Linked DNA regions of Capra hircus: region 1 is linked to region 2. A link is a contact called in public Hi-C data. All regions are on one chromosome and are shown on one strand. The core of a region is the stretch at or near the end of the contact, and the rest is flanking DNA. Distances in the headings are between cores, read along the strand shown. Region 1 holds the start of TMEM163 (transmembrane protein 163). Region 2 overlaps TMEM163 (transmembrane protein 163).

Region 1 (5,154 bases), core at 1,811-4,310, 270 kb before region 2:
TTGTTAGACTCAATTAAAGCATCTGTAAATTTCCAAAATACCCCCTAGGGGGCGGTATTGTTGTGGGCTGTAGTGCTAGAGTTTAACAGGAGACTTACCATCTTTTTTTTTTTTTTAATTAACTTTTATTGGAGTATAGTTTTTTAAACAGGAGATTTGCCTTGATTTCTTCCTTTGTAAAATGAGGAGAGTAGTAAAGGGATGGAAACAATTCATGTAAAACACTTAGTGAGGTGCCTGGCACACAGTACATGCTCCAGAATGTAAGCTAATATTATCTCCCAGTCAGTCAGCAGAGATTGTTCCCCCAGGTAGATGTGGGTGAGTGAAGATAGGAATCAGGCACGCACCACATCCCCTGCTTGCATCAGCAGTGAGTTATTAAACACTTACAGTCCGCAAAAAGGAGAGCCCGGGGAGAGCTGGAGTCAGAGAAATCTTTCTGGAGGAGACAAGAACGGCTTATTGAGCCAGGGCAGCTGCAACTTGAAGGAAATATATTTATCCCATGAATAATAAATAACTCCTGGACCCTTGCTTTGAGAGTGTGGTCTTCAGACCAGCGGCTTCAGCAGTGTCTGGGGGTTTGTTAGAAATTTTAGCCTGTACCCCAGACAGATTTAGAATCTGCATTTTAACAAGAATCTTGGGTGTTCAATTGCACATTACAGTTGTGGTGTGATGGACTAGAGAACCAATTGAGGGACCAGAGGAAAGAACAATGATACTTTATCCTTTGAGAAAACACAGATCTTGGGTGTTTCTGACAGAGGGAAGGAGGGAGAGGGAGGAGGCGGGGAGAGATGATGAGTGAGTAGGGGGCAGGTTAGTCAAGATTATGGAGGGCAGTTAGATTCTCAAAGGTGGTCGTACAGCAAATCATCTACATTAGAATTTGTATTATTCAAATAAATATTCTCAGCCAGATCCCAGATCTACTGAATCAGAATCTCAAATAACAAGGAGTCAGTATTTAAATAAATTTAAAAAAGAAAAAACTTCTCCAGATGAGTTAAAAATGGGGAGGGAGTTTTAAAAACTAGCCACATTTTCACCTGTGGTATTAGAATTTCCTGTAGTATTTTTGTTGGTAAACTCCCCAGGTGATTCTAATGTTTGTGAGCTAGTGACAGGAATTAAATGGGAAAACCTGGAGGAAAAGTCTGGGTGGGAGGGAGTAAGAGGTGTCTGCAAATACCTGAAGGCTGTTTACCTCAGAGTGAAAGTGAAAGTCACTCAGTCCATCCGACTGTTTGCGACCCCATGGAATATGAGTCCATGGAATTCTCCAGGCTAGAATACTGAAGTGGGTAGTGTTTCCTTTCGCAAGCAGATCTTCCCAACCCAAGAATCGAACCTGGGTCTCCTACATTACAGACAGATTATTTACCAGCTGAGCTATCAGGGAAGCCCCAAATTAGAGGTCGCTCAGTCTCGCCAACTCTTTAGTCCTCGGAATTCTCTGGGCCAGAATACTGGAGTGGGTAGCCTTTCCCTTCTCCAGGGGATGTTCCCAACCCAGGGATCAAACCCAGGTCTCTCGCATTGCGGGCAGATTCTTTACCAACCGAGCCATCAGGGAAGCGCCTCAGAAGACAGAAGCAAGACCAGTGGGTAAAGTTTTTTATTTTTGTGTGTGTGCTCAAATAATCATAGCGTTTTTCTCCCCCCCCCCCCCATTTCCCCCTTTCCTAGCAAGAAGGGGCCTTTGAAATGCCCTTGTCCACCTCTTAAAGTTTGTAGTTATTGTTTAAAAAAGGTAAAGTAAATTGGCCAAGGTCAACTCAGATATTCTCAACCCATCCCAACGGCAGCAACAAAATGAGACCCTCTTCCCAGTGCTAGTGATATTTCCACTGCACGACAAAGGTATTTTAATCCCACTCGGATTTCCATCGCAGGCAAACCGAGAATGAGAAACTGGTTACTCTTCAAAAAACAGGGTGCCCTCCCCCACAGTAGGCAGGCTTTAAATAAGGAATTGGCATTTTAGAAGACTCATTAAATCTTAAGACTGATATACATAGGAAGAGGAAATCTATCTTTGTGAATCTGGATACGGATATTATATTCAAGCCGAATCTGAATAATGGCCGGTCCCCTTGGGCACCTCTCCGGGTTACACCACAGGGCGTGGGTCCCCGGGTGCACCCACCTCGTTGGTTCGCAGCGGAGACGAGCCGGACCGCTCGCCAGGGGTCGAGCTCCGCGCGGTTAGAGGAGGGAACAGCTGGCCGCGCCAAGGAAGCCAGCGGAGGGCTTCCAGTAGGAGGGAGGCTTCGATATGACCTAAAGTATCAGCAAGACTTGGCTACTCAGAGAGGGAATAGCTGGTGGCGGACAGGCTGGATCCACGGTCCAAGGGCAGTCTCAGTGGTAGTGGTGGTGGTGGTGGGGCGCGGTTAGGGTCCAAACTTCTATAGAACGCCCTGTGGTCCTAAGACACCCGGTCTCTTTAAGTTGGTGTGGAGGGTAATCGACGCTCTTAGAAGACGACCCAACACCGGTGGGGGTGGAGGCAGGTGAACCTCGTTCTCCTGAGATGGGCGATGAGGATGGCAGCCCAGGCAGGAGACCCTGCTTAGTCTGTGAAGCCCGTGCAGCGCCAGAGAAGGGTGCCACATTAGGGCGCTGACCGCTTTCCTAACCAAGCGCGGGCGCAGCCTTCTCGGACAGTAAAGGAAGCGGGTCCGAGGCGATCTCCTCTGCTCACCATCCCGCGGCACGAGTGGGGCGGGTCTCCCATCACACCCTCAGCAGGCCCTGCCCGGGTTTCTGCCGGTCCCGGCTTTCCCAGTAGTCCAGCCCACACCCCCGAGCCTCCGGGCTTCAGGCCTGGCCGGATCCCTCCCTCCCCACCGGCCTCGGGGCGCGGGCTCCGGCGCCGGGGCCTCGGGGCGGGTCCCTGCCGCACGCACCTGCCCCCGGGGGCGGAGCGCGGCAGCTGCTGCTGGGCCCGAGTCTCTGCCACCGGCCACGCGAGCCGCGCGGCTCCCGCACACCCCCCCGCCCCCTGCCGCCGCCGCACCTCCACTCCGCGGCGCCCGCGCGGTCGGTCCGTCCCTCCGCCCGCTCCCAGCCGCGGCGCCTCGCACTTCTAACTCGAGTCCCCGCCGCGCTCGTCGTCGCCACCCGGACCCGCCGCCCCGCGCCATGGAGACGGCCGCGGGCAGCGAGCGCCGCAGCACCCCGGGTCCCGCAGTCCCGCCGCCGCCCAGGGGCCACGCGCCCTTGGCCACCGCCTCCGGCCCGCTGAGCTCCCCGGCGCGCGAGCCGCCGCAGCCCGAGGAGGAGCGGCAGCTGCGTATCAGCGAGAGCGGCCAGTTCAGCGACGGGCTGGAGGACCGAGGTGAGCGCGCGCCGCCCCGGGCCCCTTCCCCTGGCCCGGCCCCTTTCCCCGGCCGGGCGGGCGCGATGAGGAGCCGCTGCTCGGGGCCCGCCTTTCCGCTGGCGGGTGGGGCCGGGCTCGGCGCCTCGGAGCGCGCTGGGGCGCGGAGCTCCGACTTCCCGCGAAAGCGTGCAGAGCTGAGGGCGGCAGCCCCACCTTCCGCGGCCGGCACCGCCCGAGTCGCGGCGCCTCCGCCGGAACCCGAGAACCCGACTGCCTCCTGGGAGACCCCGCCGGGGCCCGCACCCTCCTCTCGGCCAGCCTTGGCTCCTCCAGCGCCCACTGGAAAAGTTTCCTGGAGGCGTGTGTGTGTGTGTGATTTTTTTTTTTACCCCCCCTCCGCTTTCCGAGCCGAGCGCTCCCGGTTGACTGCGGGTCGCGCTCAGTTGGGAGGGTCCTGAGCTCAGAGCATGCTCCTTCCCAAACCCCGTTCGGCTCCGTGGGTTAACCAGTGAGAACTAACTTATGCGGATTCAGCTTCGAGGGGCGACTGCCCCGGCGAAGGGGAGTCGGGTGACCTCCGACCCTCATTTACTGGATACCCAGTTTATCGTGGGTCGCTGCCCCGCTGTTTGCCGATACAGAGGACTGGGACACTTGGATTTGGACCACTGATCCTGGATGGATGCCGCTGGAACCTGGTGGTTCTCGGAGCGCGCATCCCAGCCCCTTCAAAATCCCTGGATGCTGGCAAACGTCCCTATCCCAGGAGGCCAAGCCCGACCCTCCGACAGATAGCCGGTTACCCCTTTGAATTGCCCACATAAAACGCGAGAGACTGCCCTATTCATTCCTATGTCTATCTCCTCCTACATTTCTCTTTTTTCCCCTCCCTAGTTCCCTTTCAGCCCGCTTCTTGGCCACGTCTGTACCTTTTTTGTTTCTTGCAGAATCGAATCCAAATCGGCCCCCTCAAAAAGACTCAATGGCTCTGCTAAAACCGGTTAGTGGCCGAAACGGGATTCTGACAGCCGGCCGCTCCGGGGGGAGCGGCTAGTCGCCACCTCCACCCCCTGTTCTTGGAAGCCTTATTTTGTTGGCTGTGGCGGATTTGTATATTTCAGTCTTAGCAGGTTTCTGTATATTCTTGGTATCTCCTGTACATTTTTATTCCGGTTTAGTGTTCGGAGGCACGATCTCGTTCCTTAGAAATTTTAAACTGTAGCATGTGAAAAACAGAATGACATGGAAGCGGCAATTCCCAGAGAATCGGCAGGGATGCTCGGGCGAGAACTGGAGCCACTCCGGTTGCAACGAGTTCCGCACCTATGTTGCAGTTTCTCCTCCTATTCTCACCTAACTCGATTATCATTTTCGAGCTGATGATGGGTGACATCACAAGCACCCAACAAAATCTATCATTTTTATTGTAGATCGTGTTAATTACCTTTCTCTCTGCAACTGATGCTGTAGGATTTAAAATTTTTGTATTGAAGAAAGACCGAACTCTGGGATGGGCTTATTTTTGTAGCATTGCAGGTCGTCTGTATCAAGCTGGCCTATTTCTCCCTATCTCACAAAAGAATAGGAGGGGAAAAACGTGCTAGGGCAAGTTAATATTTAGTGTCATTTTGTAGCTCGGGCTCAAGCGTAAAAAGCCCATCTAAATTCATTCTTAAGGTTATTTTTCACTGGTCAACTGAATTTTATTTTCCATTATGTTATTGCATGAAAGCATTCACTGTTCATAAACTGTCACTGTGTGAAAGCGCTGCTGTCACACACTGCCAGTCTGTTAAGATGAGTCCTGTCCCCCAAAGAACCCG
Region 2 (5,378 bases), core at 1,364-3,863:
ACTGGAGATCTATTTCACATATGATAATATACATGTTTTAATGCTATTCTCTCAAATCATCCCACCCTTGCCTTTTGACAGGGAACATGGGAACGAGCTTATGGGCATGGGAGTTCGGGGTGGGGCCCCTTAGGAGGTGAGGGCAGGGCCCCGGAGGTGAGGGACTGATGGGACCTTATGGGCTGCTTTGGTAAGCTGGGAGGTCTGTGGGTGGGGGCTGTGAGGTTAGGGTCCTTCATGGGGAATGGCTGTAGCTGGGAAGGCTCTAGAATCCTGAAGGATGTGGAAGGGCAGATACAGAATTGTCCCCTGGTCCGGTGTGCTGGTTCCAGTGTTTCCGCCAGGCTCACAAGAGGTGCAGCTGAAATAAGCCGTAACCAAAGGTGGGTGGAGAAGCTCAGATGCTCCTGGAGGGGATGGGTGAACAAGGTCAAAGTTCCACCCACTGTAGGGGCTGGTGGGTCCTCGCACTGTCCTGGGCTGGCTGAGCCTGGTGATTTGGTGGAGCGAGTGGCCATCTAGTGGCCATCTGGGGGAACCTCACTCTCTACACTTTCTGAGCTCCAGCGGGCTGGCTGAGGGCTCCAGGGCTACTGTGCCCACAACGAAGGTGGAGAAAATGGGGTGTAGGATTCTAGTCTGCGGGGGCCGCGGCCATCTCCTTCCTGTCTCTGCCTTTCCCCGGCCACCACTCAACACAGAACTCCCCCAACTTTGAGGATGCTTGAGAGGTCAATTCCAGCGCAGGTAGCCCCTGCACAGAGTGACGGCTTCTGCGGATGCTCTGTGTGGCCCTCTGTGAGAAGATGCGAGCTCCAGAGACTTTTTTGATTCTGTGCGTGCTTGTGTGTTAAGTCGCTCAGTCATGTCCGACTCTTTGTGACCCTGTGGACCGTAGCCCTCCAGGCTCCTTTGTCCGTGGAGTTCTCCAGGCAAGAATATTCGAGTGGGTTGCATGCCCTTCTCCGGGGGATCTTCCCGACCCAGGGATCAAACTTGTCTCCAGCATTTCTCACATTGGCAGGTGGGTTCTTTACCACTAGCGCCATCTAGGGTCTGATTCCATTTGTTATTAATAAAAAGAATAGGAGGAACCAAGGGACAGCCAGAGGCAAGGGGGTGAATGCCAGCCTCTTATGATGGGAGAGGGGAAGCACTGACGATCTCCATGTGTCAGAAGACAGGAGGGAAATATGACCTTGCTGTTCTCAGAGTGGACCTGCTGTCCCCCTACCTGGGGAGATTGGAGGCAGAATGGAGGGTGTGATGTGCAGAGGCCGAAACCAGGGGCAGGGCAGAGAGGGAGGAAGCTCCAGGTGCCCTACATGCAAGGAGCTGGGAAAGACTCGGCCGGCACCCAGCTTCGCGTGAGGTGGCAGAAGGCTGGAGGGGCATCAGCTCCATGAGCTGCGTGGAGAACAGAGACAGAAGGGAAGCAGAGTCCTCTTCCTCATTATCTAGAGGTGAGTGAGCGTGGAGGAGCCCCAGAAACTCACACCACAGGGGCCTGGGCTGCAGCCTCGCCCCAGGCACCCTGAGAAGGGGCACCCATGGAGTTACCTGCCCCTGGCCTCCACGGCGGGGAGGTGGAAGGTTGAGAGATCTGGCCTTGTGACTTGGTGTGGTGGGACACATCTCTGGTGAAGCTCACGTCAGCCCTGCCCTCCCGCTCCCCCCAGGACACCCAGAGGAAGCTCCTTGTCAGACTGGCTATCTACCAAGGAGGCCTCAGTGGGTGAGGGGCGGGAGGCTCACGGTGGGCGGTGGGCAGAGATCCCCGGGTACACAGAGAGGGGCAGGAGAGGCCCGCCTGGAACAGCCCTCACCAGCCGCAGGCACCCAGCAAGTCCTGGCCTCCTTTTCCACACAGTTCCTTGGACTGGCCTCCCGAGGATGTGGACCTGGTTGGGGGAAGGTGGAGGGGTTTGCCTTTCCTCATCCTTGTCGCCTGTATTGAGGTGGTACTGGGTTGGAGAGGTCCACTAGGTGTGAACCTTGTGGAGTGGGGAGGTTGACTCTCCATATGGCCCCCAACCACACCCCAAAGTCTCAGAGTAAGCCCTCTGCCTCTCGGTGGCTGTCCACCCAGAGCTCTAGCTACAGGCTCTGCCTTGGTAGGGAGACCCCAGGGCCTGGGCTGTAGAGGCCTCATCTCTCTTGGGATAGCTCAGCCTGGTGAGTAGGCATCCTCTTAGCAAGACTGAGGCCCTTCTGTCCATCTGTGAGGTCAGTATGAACGCAGCAGTCAGTAGAGGCCCTGAGCAGTGGCAGCCTCCATTCTGGGACTCAGAATACAGCAGGAGAGAGACAAAACTCCTATCCATAAGCTACATTTCTGGTGGGAAAGAGAGGGATGTTTGTAAAAAGAAAAATGGCAAAAAACACCATGTGATGAAGAGCCCTGGAAAAGAGTGAAGGAGGGGCAATGATGAGAAGATAGGACTGTGTGTCGGGGCTGAGTGCAGGCCGGGGAGGAGGCGGCCTGGGAGACCCTGGAAGCAGAGGTCCGGGGTGGGGGGGTGGGTGGTCAAGTCCGGTGTGGCCGGAGCACAGAGGGTGGGGAGGTCAGGGGACCTGATGTGAACAAGGCTGAAGGGGCTGGTCGCGCACGGCAGGGCTTGTCGGCCATGAAGAGTGCACAGGTTCCAGGGCGGGCAGCTTGTCTGCTGGAGGGTCTTGGCTGCTGTCCACTACCACGGTCACTGGCTGCTGTGAGGGGGAATCATTGTGAGGAGGGAGATGTGGGCAGGTGGGGAAGGGGATGGAGGAGGAAGGAGGGGGCTTGGCCTGGGGGTAGACGGAGCATGACTCTTGGAGGGAACAGTTGACAAGAATGACTTGATGGATGGATTAGATTTGCATGTGAGGAAAGTCCAGGATAGACTCCTAGGGTTGTAGCTTCAGCAGCTGGGTGGATGGGGACGCTGTTTACACAGGAGGTGGCTGAAAGGTAAGTCATTTGGAGGCAGAATTTTTTGCTCTGAACATGTTCAGTTTGAGATGCTTCTGTGTCTACAGCTGAGGGGGAAGGTCAGGATGAAACAGAGCTAGGGAGACGCTGGCTTATGGGATGGAGGTGAGAACCTGTGGGGAGAATGTTGATGGAGGAGGATTTCGGGGGACTAAGCCAGGAACTCGGATGGGGGTGACTAGGAGGATCCAGTGACGGAGAGTGAGGAGGAGCAGCTGGAGGGAGAAGAGAGACAGTGGCAGAGGGCGGTGTCACGTGAGGCTGGAAGGAAGCATTCCCAGGAGGGCGTAAGACGAGGACGGGGAGGCAACCATGGCTTGTGACAGCCTTGAGCCATCCATGACCAGGGAGGGCTCAGGAGATGGGAGGACCTGAGGGGTGGGAAGGCAACCATGGCACGTGGCAGCCTGCAGCCATCCAAGACCAGGGAGAGCTCAGGGGAGGGGGGCTGTAAGGGTGGGGTAGGGTAAAGAGAACGGGAGGTAGGCTAAACGGGGGTAGACAGCTCTTCAGGGAGTTTTGCAAAGGGAGGTAGTGAATGGGGGTTGTGTTGGGGGTGGCATGGAATCAAGGGAGGAGGTGGAGGTTTATCCCAGTGGGAGTGATCCAGGAGAGGGAGAAGAAATTCAAGAACAAAGTCCTTCAGTGAACAGAGACAAAGGCACTGGTCTGTCATAGGAACAGGGGTAACTGGAGAAGCAGCTGAGGATGTGGGGGCAGCGGGCCCAGGTGAGTGATGGGTTTGGTGTTGGCAAGATGAGGTATTGTGATCTGAACCCGTGTGCTCTAAGATGTGCAAGGCCGAGTCCTCAGCTGCGAACTGGAGCAGGGAGGTGATGGAGGTCTGAGAGGAGAGAGGCGTGTGTGATGCAGACACCAGAGATGGCCTTGCAGGCCTAGCTTCATCTGGGTCCCATTGTTGGAGGCAGCCTGTTGAGGTCTACCCTGTGGATCTTGAGAAGGGATTTGGCTTAAGTCATCTCTACCGTACACTCTTCTTCCTTTTCCCCTGCTCTTCATTTAGAACGTCCGCTAGTGGTACAGACCCCACTGAATGCATTTAAGATTGTTTGATCTCAATTCTCCCACTGGAACCTGGAGTTAACCACTTTTGAGTTCAGAAGCACGGTGCCCTCACACAGGCCGAGCTGCTGAGGATAGAGCAGGACCTGCTGTTGGAGAGGTTCCTGGCCTGCCCGAGCAGTGTGGGCCTGCCTGCGGCTGCTCTTGGGGCTCAGTTACACTAAGGCAGGCAAGGAGCCTTGTGGCTCACACCTCAGTGAGCCCCTGGGAGCCCCTCTAAGCCGTTCCCTCTCGTGTAGCCTTGGAAAAGCTACACGTAGACTGGAAGTGTGATGTCCAAGTTGTAGGGACCCACCGAGGTGACATGAGGAGGAGATGGTGATTGAGGTGTGTTGTGTCTAGTTCTTGTTTGATTGCTGTTTCTGTAGCGAATTCGAGACTTTGCATGTCCTTCCTGGAGAATGAAAAGCCTCAGGTGGCTTAGGGAGACTGTTGGGAAAGGATGTGGGTACTGGTATCACCCAGCCTTGCCCCTTTCAATCCATGTAACCCTGGTCAGTTTTTTGAACCTCCCTCATTCATTCTGTTAACTTAAGTTTTATTGTTGGTAAAATGGGGGTGATAATCTGACTTGACAGAATTGAGAAGATCCCAACTCTGTACTTGCCCAGCAGACATCAGACAGATGTGAGTCCCTGAGCATTGAATGTGTCCTGTGTGTTCAGCAGGGCTGGTGCCCCTCCCCTCTCAAGGCCTGCGTCCTAGCGTGTGAGAGGGGGGCATTGGGAACCACACATAGGCTACATCACTGGAGCAGGAGTGCCTGGCAGGGGGTGGACACTGATAATGGGGCTGATAACTATCCAGGGGGTCTCTGGTGACATCTGAGTGGAGACTTGGCAAGCCACGTAGGTGTCTGAGGTGGTCGCTGCCGCTTGCAAAGTGCTTCTGGAATATTCCTTCCAGCGCACGCTCTGGAATGCAGAGGCACACCTGGCATTTGGGGGGTTTTCCTTGTGGCCACGCTGGGCACCGGCCTCAGCCTCTCTCTGCTTCCCTTGCAGGGTTTAACTCCCTTGTGGGGGGCGTGATGGGCTTCTCCATCCTTCTGAGCGCCGAGGTGTTCAAGCACAACTCGGCTGTCTGGTACCTGGACGGCAGCATCGGCGTGCTGATTGGCCTCACCATATTCGCCTATGGGGTCAAGTAAGTGCTGCTTCCTCTTTGCCCTCTGGGCTGCCAGGGGTGCTGTATTCCCCACTTCTGATAACTACGTCCTGTCCCTGTGACCCTCCTGCTCCTGGGAGAGGTCGGGGACTGGAACAGCCCCTAGCAGCCGTCATATATCCTTGAGGCTGGGAGAGAAGGGAGGTAAGTGGTCCTG

What was found. Hi-C and Micro-C count contacts between places; a contact is called where the count stands out from the background.
Region 1: a Hi-C map of blood shows a contact between it and region 2, with 3 times the contacts expected there. The contact joins the promoter of TMEM163 here to the enhancer-like site in region 2. A contact is called at or near these places in 3 of 5 Hi-C or Micro-C datasets (all in blood).

The regions. Positions count from the first base shown.
Region 1 is chr2:73,717,604-73,722,757 of ARS1.2, reverse strand. It overlaps TMEM163 (transmembrane protein 163), which reads left to right and starts at 3,060. Exons shown (of 8, transcript XM_018062098.1): 1 at 3,060-3,349. The coding sequence starts at 3,154.
Region 2 is chr2:73,448,861-73,454,238 of ARS1.2, reverse strand. It overlaps TMEM163 (transmembrane protein 163), which reads left to right. Exons shown (of 8, transcript XM_018062098.1): 7 at 5,059-5,200. Among named protein-coding and RNA genes, the nearest start is that of TRNAC-GCA, 94 kb to the right of the region's middle. Within about 2 kb of position 2,613, at least 1 of the 5 cell types and tissues checked has an H3K27ac peak or open chromatin away from gene starts, as enhancers often do.